Regions from separate parts of the Sus scrofa genome. Here regions 2 and 3 are each linked to region 1. A link is a contact called in public Hi-C and HiChIP or PLAC-seq data. All regions are on one chromosome and are shown on one strand. The core of a region is the stretch at or near the end of the contact, and the rest is flanking DNA. Distances in the headings are between cores, read along the strand shown.

Evidence for each region. A called contact is a pair of places that touch in the nucleus more often than the background predicts. HiChIP or PLAC-seq counts read pairs in DNA pulled down with a chosen protein or histone mark.
Region 2: a Hi-C map of skeletal muscle shows a contact between it and region 1, with 6 times the contacts expected there. The contact joins the promoter of USP16 here to the promoter of BACH1 in region 1. A contact is called at or near these places in 1 of 5 promoter capture datasets (fetal liver), 4 of 47 Hi-C or Micro-C datasets (alveolar macrophages, heart right ventricle and skeletal muscle) and 1 of 2 datasets of contacts at active chromatin or transcription factors (alveolar macrophages).
Region 3: a contact with region 1 is called in an H3K27ac HiChIP or PLAC-seq map of alveolar macrophages. The contact joins the promoter of LTN1 here to the promoter of BACH1 in region 1. A contact is called at or near these places in 1 of 5 promoter capture datasets (fetal liver) and 1 of 2 datasets of contacts at active chromatin or transcription factors (alveolar macrophages).

The regions. Positions count from the first base shown.
Region 1 is chr13:192,654,676-192,657,713 of Sscrofa11.1, reverse strand. It overlaps BACH1 (transcription regulator protein BACH1), which reads right to left and starts at 1,425. Exons shown (of 5, transcript XM_021070889.1): 1 at 1,261-1,425.
Region 2 is chr13:192,375,520-192,378,691 of Sscrofa11.1, reverse strand. USP16 (ubiquitin carboxyl-terminal hydrolase 16) reads right to left here and starts at 1,842. Exons shown (of 17, transcript XM_005670321.3): 1 at 1,673-1,842. The coding sequence starts at 1,691.
Region 3 is chr13:192,357,367-192,360,404 of Sscrofa11.1, reverse strand. It overlaps LTN1 (E3 ubiquitin-protein ligase listerin), which reads left to right and starts at 1,643. Exons shown (of 30, transcript XM_013982552.2): 1 at 1,643-1,795. The coding sequence starts at 1,754. RWDD2B (RWD domain-containing protein 2B) reads left to right here. Exons shown (of 5, transcript XM_013982555.2): 5 at 1-433.

The DNA.
Region 1 (3,038 bases), core at 176-2,675:
CCCAAGCTGACTCACCGAATGTCTTTTTTTTTCTGCCCTGGGCTTCTCTAATCCAAAGGCTGAAGTGGCAAGCGTCTTCAAGCCCAGCCCAGCCCTTCCACCACTTACCCAGGACCAGGAAGAAGCAAGCCAGCCTCTTCCCATTTCTCTGCTTGACCATGTGAAGCGCCCCAGCGCTCTGTCACTACCACGTCCGGTCTTTCCAGCCTTTATCTTTCGGAACTGCTTTCAAGGCAAACCTTCCTGGACATAGATGAACAAAGACCTAGTCGTGGCACCCTTCAGGGTAACAGACCCAATACTGATATAATTCTCCAAAAAGACAGACATTCCTACAAAACAGCCTTTGTTCCTTCCAGCTTGACACTGTAGCTTGTTTTTCCCACACACGTTCTTTCACAATTACTACTACGCTATACACCCTGAATCAGCCCAAATTTCACGCAGCAGGCTCAGGGCACAAAAGCCTTTGCTACTCAATGACATAAAACTGCCCTGCAAAAAAAAAAAACCCAGAAAGCCACGGCACTCGTGTTACATTAGACGTACACAAAGCTGGTGTCTCTATGATCAAAATCTCTCTCACCTGACTGTGGGAGTCTTAAATTACAACGTGCGGGCAAAACTCCAACAAAGGGGGCCCTCGGATCTCCGGGGCCCCAAACCATTCTTCACTAAACCCAGCCCCTTAAGGTGGTGTTTTTGCTCCAGCCACGAACTCGGCCTGTCTTACGCGATTGCACGCGCGACACACACCCAGACTGGGCGGACGGGAGGCCAACAGCTCGCTGGACGCGGCAGCGGCCGAGGGTGGTGGGAGGGGGCGGGAGGACAATACGGAGCCGGGCCCGGCAGCGCGGGCGGTGCCGATGTGTCACAGCCCGGGCGGGCCGCGGGCTCGGACCCGGGTGACCAAGAGGCGGGGGTGGGGAAGCGAGCGCCCAGCCCCCCGCCCGCCGGCCCCGGGGTAAAGAACAGCGCGGGCCCGTAAACAACGGAGCGCGCCGCGCACCCGGCCCCAGGGCACCGACCGGTCACCCCTTCCGGCGGACGCGGCCACTTCCAGGAACGGGAACCGCAGCCGCCCCCCACGGGCCCCGCTTAGTAACCCCCGCCCAGAAAGCAGCCGCCAGGGTCCCCTCCGCCGCCTCCCCGGAACCTGCCCGCGGGCCGCCCCTCACAGGCCCGCGGCCCCGACCGCGCGCCGCCGCCGCGCGGACGCTCCCGAGGAAGGGCGCGCGGGACAGGAGAACCACTCACCAGAGCCGAGGCGCGGCGCGGCCCGACTGACTGCAGCGAGCAAGCCTGGCTGGCTGCGCGGGCAGCGATCAGGTGACTCACTCCCTCCGCGCGGCCAGCCGCCCCCTCCCCTTCTCTTCTCTCCGCCCCCCCTCCCGCCCCGTCTCCTCCCCTCCTTTCCTCTGCGGCCGCGGCCACCGCCCCCTCCCGGCCCTAGCCCCGCCCCTCCCGCTCGAGGCCCCGCCCCGTAGGCCTGTCTCGCGGGCCCCGCCCCACCCGCTCCCAGGCGCCTAAACCCCGCCCACAACGGAGGCCACGCCCCACCAGCGGCTTAGTCCTCTTTTCCAAAGATCGGTGCGGCTCCGTCAGCGCAGCCTGAAGCCCACGCGAGGGGAGGTGGAGAGGGACCTCGCAGGCCCGGGGCTGAGCAGGCCTCAGGGAGGCGATGATGGGATCCTGCAGCCTTCGCGCACCGTGCCCCTTTGCGAGCGCGACCCGCTGCCTGAAGGAAAAAGGCACCCGAGGACCACCTCCTCCTTTGCTGCTGAGAGCAGAAAGGAAAAGCCTGATGGCCTACTCGCTCTAAGTGTTGCCGGGACACCCGGAATCGAGCGCCGGCGGACACCACGAGAGTGGGAGAGCCCTGACCCAGTCCCTCCCCGGAAACCTGAGGGGGTAGCTTCTGGAAACCCTTTCCCTGGGGCCGGCGGGTCTCCCAGGTTCTCGAGGTGTCTAAACCTGCCAATAGGGATGCATCAAGTGCATCCAGGATTTTGTAGAAAGCATCTGGCAGCCCTGCTTGTGTCTGACAATGAAAACAACGGCGTCCGCTAACAGGTGTTCCTTTTACGCGGTGGCTGCCAGGAAACTTGGAGCCACGTTCAGCGCCCAGCGATGTCAGCCCGCCCATCTCAAGCCCTGGTCAGATTTTCATCTTGTGTTGTTTATTCTGGGTTTATCCAATTGTAGGTTTTTAAGTTATGTTCCCAAGCCAATTAGCATCTCTGGAGTCCAAAGCACCCTCTCTGCGAAAAGTTGCTCCCCTGGCAAAGCCTGCGCTTACCAATCTAGCGGGAGACCCAGCGCACTGACACTGTGCCAGCCAACCGGATTGAAGTTCCGATTGTGTGAAAGGATTTTACCATTGGCTTTTGAATTCAGGTGGAGAGATCGAAAGAAACTGGTGGCTGGACAGCACCAGCACCAGGATGTATGAGCTCATTCTTGCTCACCGGAAGATAGCCCTGGACCTCCCAAGGCAAAATAAATAAATAATAAAAAAGCTTCCAATATAATAAAGTCAGATACTGTCTCTAATATGACTGTGTTTGTAGTCACAGGCTGTGAGACTTAGGGCCATTTGAGTTACATCCAAAATGCACGAGAAAATGACGAGAGGGTCCAAGGAGTGAAGGGATTCATCGTGCCCTAGAATCAGGCAGAAGGTAGCATTTGCATTGGGTCTTAACTGGGAAGAATGGGGCCCTGCCGTCCAAGGAGGGAAGAACATATGCAATAGTCCAGAGGTTAAGAGGCAGATGGCAGTTCCAGGCTGCCTGAGTTCATGGTGGAATACAAATATTTAGTGAGAAGGGAGGAAAGAATAGTTTAGAATAGACATGAAATGACTGGGGTTCTTACACACACCTGAGAGTTTTTGAGGCTTCACTCTCCTTCCACCCTAAGCCAGTGGAATTCTATCTTTCCTTCCTCCCACACTTGTGCAGTTTCTCTTAGAGGAAGAACAGACCCTCCTCTTTGGGAGGAACTCTTCCTCCTTTACTCTGGACAAATGGCAT
Region 2 (3,172 bases), core at 593-3,092, 280 kb after region 1:
GTGGCCGCCTGGGGGAGAGGGAGGGAGTGGGAGGGATGGGGAGCTTGGGGTAATCCGATACAACTTGGAATGGATTTACAATGAGATCCTGCTGAGTAGCATTGAGAACTATGTCTAGATACTTACATTGCAACAGAACAAAGGGTGGAAAAAAAATGTATACATGTAAGTGTAACTTCGCCCCCATGCTATAAGTGGAAAAATAAATTAAAAAAAAAAAAAAAGAAAGAAAGCTCATAGGATGGTAGAGATGGAAATGAAATGCAGATCTTTTGGTTCCAAGACAGAATCAAGCCAGTCTTTTTGATATTCTCCACTACAAAACACCTTGGCCCCACCTCTCTGCCTTTAATCCCTAGCTAGAAGTTCTCTCTGTCCATCCAAATTTTCCCAGTCTTCCAAGATTTCCATTTCAGTGGAGCCTTAGGTAAGCCATTCTAAAGAACCTCTCAACTGAACTTCCCAGGCATGTATAGTGTGCACTATGCATCCTTTACCTTAATCAGATACAAAAGTGAGCTGCTTCTTTAATCTTTAACTTGAACGTGTGTTATTTCTCTATCTGGAATCTAAAGTTCTAGGAGAAAAAAAAAACAAATTCTAGGAGAAAGAAATGGTATTAGGCGTTACTTCTGAATTGACTACAGCATCTAGCATAGTGTTAGTATATATTTGGTCAAGAAATACTTCTTACATAGAAATAGAAAAAGAGAATAGTACCTGGAGGCATAAAGGATGATTATAAGGTGCAAAAGTAGGTACGTAAGAATGAAGCACACAAGTTCCGATGAAAAAGAAAAAGGTAAAGAATGAAGAAATCTGCAGTACAGAAGACAGCACTAATAAATCTGCTTTGAAGACAGCAGTACCACAGACGCCAAAGGAAAACTTGAAAGACGAACTGTAATTGCTGCAGGCAGAAGACAGTAGGGGGTTCGCTTCAATGATGTGTAAAGAGCTCCAGGAAAGTTTTGACAACTACAAAGGGCATCTAATGAGTTGTGAAAAGAGAGGACTGTCAGTTCCATAAGCCTGAATATCAATAAATCTATTAAAGTTTTCAGGTGAGTCTTTATATGAGCATTACCTTCTTAGCCAAATTACTCTGTGCAGGACTCCACACAAAATTTAATCAAAGCTGGTCTTGGCGACTTTCACATTAATCCAGTTCCCTTCCCTCTCCACCCTCCTAGTCTTCCCAAGCTTTTGCTCCGTTCCATTACAAAAATGCAAGCGTTTGTAAATTTTTGCCAGCAGGACTAAAACATGGCTTTCAAGTTTGCATAATTTGTCCTACCCTGGGAGCAGTGGATCAGTTAGGTGACAGATCTTGCCTTCCACTAAACACCACACGGTCGGGGCAGCAAACCCAGCCCCAACCCGTAGGATGCCCCTAGCCTCGCGGCACCCGCCACACCTCCCCTTCCCTTCCAACTGCTCCATACCCACGGGGGAACCTCGGGGTCCACGGGGTCGAGAAGGGCTCCAGCACCGACAACTCATTGGCCAGCTCCTGGAAGTGACAGGACATGAGGCCAATGAGAACACGGTACCGGGCCAAGGCCAGGTAACGTGATTATGGAAGAAGGGCCTTCGAGAAGAGAAGGAAGTCGGGGCAGGAAATTCAGGCTCCCGGCGAATGGTGACTGCGAGGTTATGGGGCAGAACTCACCCACGGCGACAGAGCCCATAACTGCATCCCCTAATGGGCCTTTGGGCTGGGCAACCAGCTGCGTCTTCCTCCTGGTGACGAATTGAGAGCGACAGAGCCGAAGCCAGCGTGACCCCTAGAAAGCAACAACTTCCGGTACGCAGCATCATGGGAAGTGGCTTTGGCCCCAGGATCCAGCGGCACTGACGCTGCTTAATCAGCGCCTGCGCGAGGCTCACGCCCGGAAGTCTGGACGCCTCCTCACCCGGAAGTCTAACTGTCAATCAGTTTTCCCCGCTCGGCAGTCAGTCTCTGAGGTTATCTAAATAATTCTAGGAGTTCCCGTCGTGGCGCAGTGGTTAATGAATCCGACTAGGAACCATGAGGTTGCGGGTTCGGCCCCTGCCCTTGCTCTGTGGGTTAACGATCCGGCGTTGCCGTGAGCTGTGGTGTAGGTTGCAGACGCGGCTCAGATCCTGCGTTGCTGTGACTCTGGCGTAGGCCGGTGGCTACAGCTCCGATTCAACCCCTAGCCTGGGAACCTCCATATGCCGCGGGAGCTGCCCAAAGAAATAGCAAAAAGACAAAAAAAAAAAAAAAATTCTAAAAGTATGGGTATGTGGCCGGAAGTTTGGAGTCTCATGGATTGTTACCTTACTCAAACATATCACATCTGAAGATGTGATGGGGGGGCGGCATTTAAATTTCACGCAGTTTCCATAGTTCTTTCCAATCAGTTTCTAAAGTTGAGTATTTAAATAAATGGTCTTGAAGTAACTTTGCTGACGGAGGGTAAAATTTATAAATAATTACTGTTTATTTGTTCGAAATAGCTAAGTGCCAAGCCTTCTGCAGAGCAACTTAAATTAACTTAGGCCTTGTCTTATGCAGAAGACACAATAATCTTTAGGGGAAAAAGGATGCAGATTCCAGTAGAAAAGTAGGCCACGGTTATAAACAGATAATTCACAATAATAGAAAATGATATGGGAGTTCCTGTGTGGCTCAGTGGGTTAAGGATACCATGTTGTCACTGCTGTGGCTCACGTTACCACTACAGCAAGGATTCAATTTCTGGACCAGGAATTTCCATATGCCATGGGTGCAGCCAAAAAAATTTTTTTCAATAAAATAAATAAAAGAACATGGTATGAGAAGTTCCCATTGTGGCTTAGTGGGTCACCAACCCTACTCATATCCATAAGGATGCAGGTTCCATCCCTGGCCTCGCTCAGTGGGTTAAGGATCTGCCATTGCTGCAAGCTGAGACGTGGGTTGCAGATGTAGCTTGGATCTGGTGTAGCTGGGGCGTAGGCTGGCAGCTGCAGCTCCACTTTGACCCCTAGCCTGAGAACTTCCATATGTCACAAGTTTAGCTATAAAAAGAAAAAACAAAACAAAAAGCAGATTTGGAGCCATTGTACCACCTGCTTCCCTTTCCTAGAATGCTGTTCCCCTTTGATCTTACCCTAATTTTGTTCATACCTTAAAAGTCACTTTCTCACAAAGAAATTGAAAGAG
Region 3 (3,038 bases), core at 394-2,893, 300 kb after region 1:
AGAGGAATTTCCACTGAGCAGCTACTATCCCTAGGGCTGGGAAGGGAAGGAAGGAAGAAGAGGTTGGGGTAATCTGAATTTTGAAGTTTGGAAGGAGGCCCTGAAAAGCTGGGTCTCAGCTCAAGCCCATGAAAAGAGGGGGGGTTCCTGGCTGTAGTTTTTCTCTGGCGCTCAAAGAAGAGACCCCGTGATGCTGGGACTCTGATTTCTGAGATGAGGCCACCATTGGCTGTCTCAAGAGCTCGGAGGAGGGGCTCCATGGAGGTAGCACTCAGACCTCTGAGGGGAACTAGAGTTCTGCCTGGCTGCTGCTGGTGCCCCTAAAGGATGATTCTGATTGCTGGAGACTGAAAACATCTTCTGCCTAAACCAATTTTTGCTGCCGGGCAAAGCGCTGCTGCTCGGATGATGCTAACAGTATGGAGCAAGTCCCTTCTATTTGCTCTTCTCTTTCGGTCTGCATCTAGTCCCCTGTTGACAGAACATAACAGGAAGCCAGTTGACTAAAGGAGAAATAGTTTGCAGAGCCTCAGTATCATAGAGTTGAGTATAAAAGGTTGAGTGCATGGGCATGAGCGACAATAAACAACAACTTCTGGAGTTCCCGTCGAGGCGCAGTGGTTAACTAATCCGACCAGGAACCATGAGGTTGCGGGTTCGATCCCTGGCCGGGCTGTGGTGTAGGTTGCAGACAGGGCTCGGATCCTGCGTTGCTGTGGCTCTGGCGTAGGCCGGTGGCTGCAGCTCCAAATCGACCCCTAGTCTGGGAACCTCCATATGCCGCGGAAGCGGCCCAAGAAATGGCAAAAAAAGACAAAACAACAACAACTGCTTATGTTTCCCTAAATGTGATTCTAAGAAGCAAAATCACTAACTAAAAAAACCTGTAAATTTCCAACTTTATTTTTTTATTTTGTAGTCTTTTGCCTTTTCGAGGGCCGCTTCCCGCGGCATATGGAGGTTCCCAGGCTAGGGGTCCAATCAGAGCTGTTGCGGGTTCGGTCCCTGCCCTTGCTCAGTGGGTTAACGATCCGGCGTTGCCGTGAGCTGTGGTGTAGGTTGCAGACGCGGCTCGGATCCCGCGTTGCTGTGGCTCTGGCATAGGCCGGTGGCTACAGCTCCGATTCGACCCCTAGCCTGGGAACCTCCATATGCCGCAGGAGCGGCCCAAGAAATATCAACAGCAACAACAACCACAAAAAGACAAAAGACAAAAAAAAAAAAAAAAAAAAAAAAAAAGTAAAATCTGATTTAATTATCCCAAGTGGGCCTGACAGTCTGTATTTCTAAGAAACATCCAGATGATGGAAATAATAGCATTTTGAAAGGTCTAACATTTTCTCATCTTCCCTCAGCCACTACCATGTCTTTCTGTTGCTGTCCATGTGTGAAAATGCCTCTTACTTATGCTAATCCCCTACTGGCTAAACAGGGTACAAATCGTGCTGCAAAAAAGAGGGAAAGCACAATTAGGCGCCGTGGGTCCAATGCTTCGCTTCCTATTGGACAGAGATGACGTCATTCAGGTGGGTGGGCGCGGCTCTAATTATGACGTCACCCAAGGCTGAGGGTCAGAAGCGCGGCTGGAGGCGGGAGAGGAAGTGGGGAGGCAGGAGGGTGAGGTAGGTGGCGGAAGGGGCGGGCCGAAGGCAGTCTTTTTTGTGGGCCCTTTTCCGGTGCGAGGGACCGGAAGTTGTGGCCCGGCTGTGTCAACCGGGGGCTGCCGGCTGAAGGTGCTGCTAAGACCGCTACCATGGGCGGGAAGAACAAGCAGAGGACCAAGGGGAACCTGAGGGTGAGTGCGGGGTGGCCCAGCCGACCGGGGAGTCCTCTCCTCGCAGCGGCAGACTCCACCCCGTGTGCACGGCTGGAGGATATGTGGAGCGTGGCTGTGGGGAAGCGTGTGTTTGCGTGTCGAGTGTGACCTCTCTGTTGTGTGTGCGTCCCTGCGGGCGGGGTGGGTTATCTCTGAGCAGACTGGGGAGTCGTGAGAGGAAAGATGTCCCATGCCAGAGCTGTCCCTACTCGAGCACAACCCTCCTTCCTACATTTTCGTTAAGAATTTGTTCAGTGTCAGCTTCACTTGGAAGGTTACCTGGCCAGGGTAGCGGGGGTAGGTAGTATCGTGAACAAGGGAGTTGGGTGGGAAGCAGTTGAAGTGAGCTTGGTGTGTAGGGTATCTCGGACCACGTCGCTCCTTCGCTCAAAAACCTGCTGTGGCTTCCCATATCCTTCGGGGTAAAGGCCAAAGCCTTTACGATGGTATACACGGTATGTGGTCTTCTCGGGCCCCTTTCCGTCTCCGACCCCGTCTTCCAACTCCCTTCTCCCTCACCCCATCTGGCCACACTGATCTCTTCACTGAGCCTTGACCTTGCCTGGCAGGTTCCCTGATGCTCTCTTGTTAGGTGGCTCCAAATTTTGCCTGAGACATCTCAGTCAGATCTCTCCTATTTTAAATTGTAGCCCCCTTCCCCGTTATCCTTTCCTACTTTATTGCACCATTACACTTATGACTTCTAGTTGACTGTCCCGCTTCATTTACTGTCTCCTTTCAGCAGGATGTAAGTATGGGATATAAGTATTAGGAAGGCAGGTGGGTCTGGTGCCGTTAGCCTCGGAGCCTAGAACAAGGATTGGCATATAGCTCACTAAATATGTGTTTAAACCCCAAAGTGGACTACACCTGTACGATTGGGGATGTTATAATGATTTCTTTTGTGGTATTAGGTTTATTATGACACAAAGTTTTATGAGAATGCTTTTCCCTGTTTCTAGTCCAATTCTAGTGATTTCAGTATGACATTTTCTTAGATCTGCCACTTGAGCTGTTTTGAAGCTTAATAATATCAATAATAATAGTAACTTACCTTGTGTCCAGTACTTTTTTAAATGCTTCATTTGTATTTGCATTTTAATTTTTATTTAAAAATTTCCTCCGTGTTTTAGTTTTGAAATATTTTATTTATTTATTTGTCTTTTTGCTATTTCTTGGGCCGCTCCCGCAGCATATGGAGGTTCCCAGGCTAGGGGTCTAA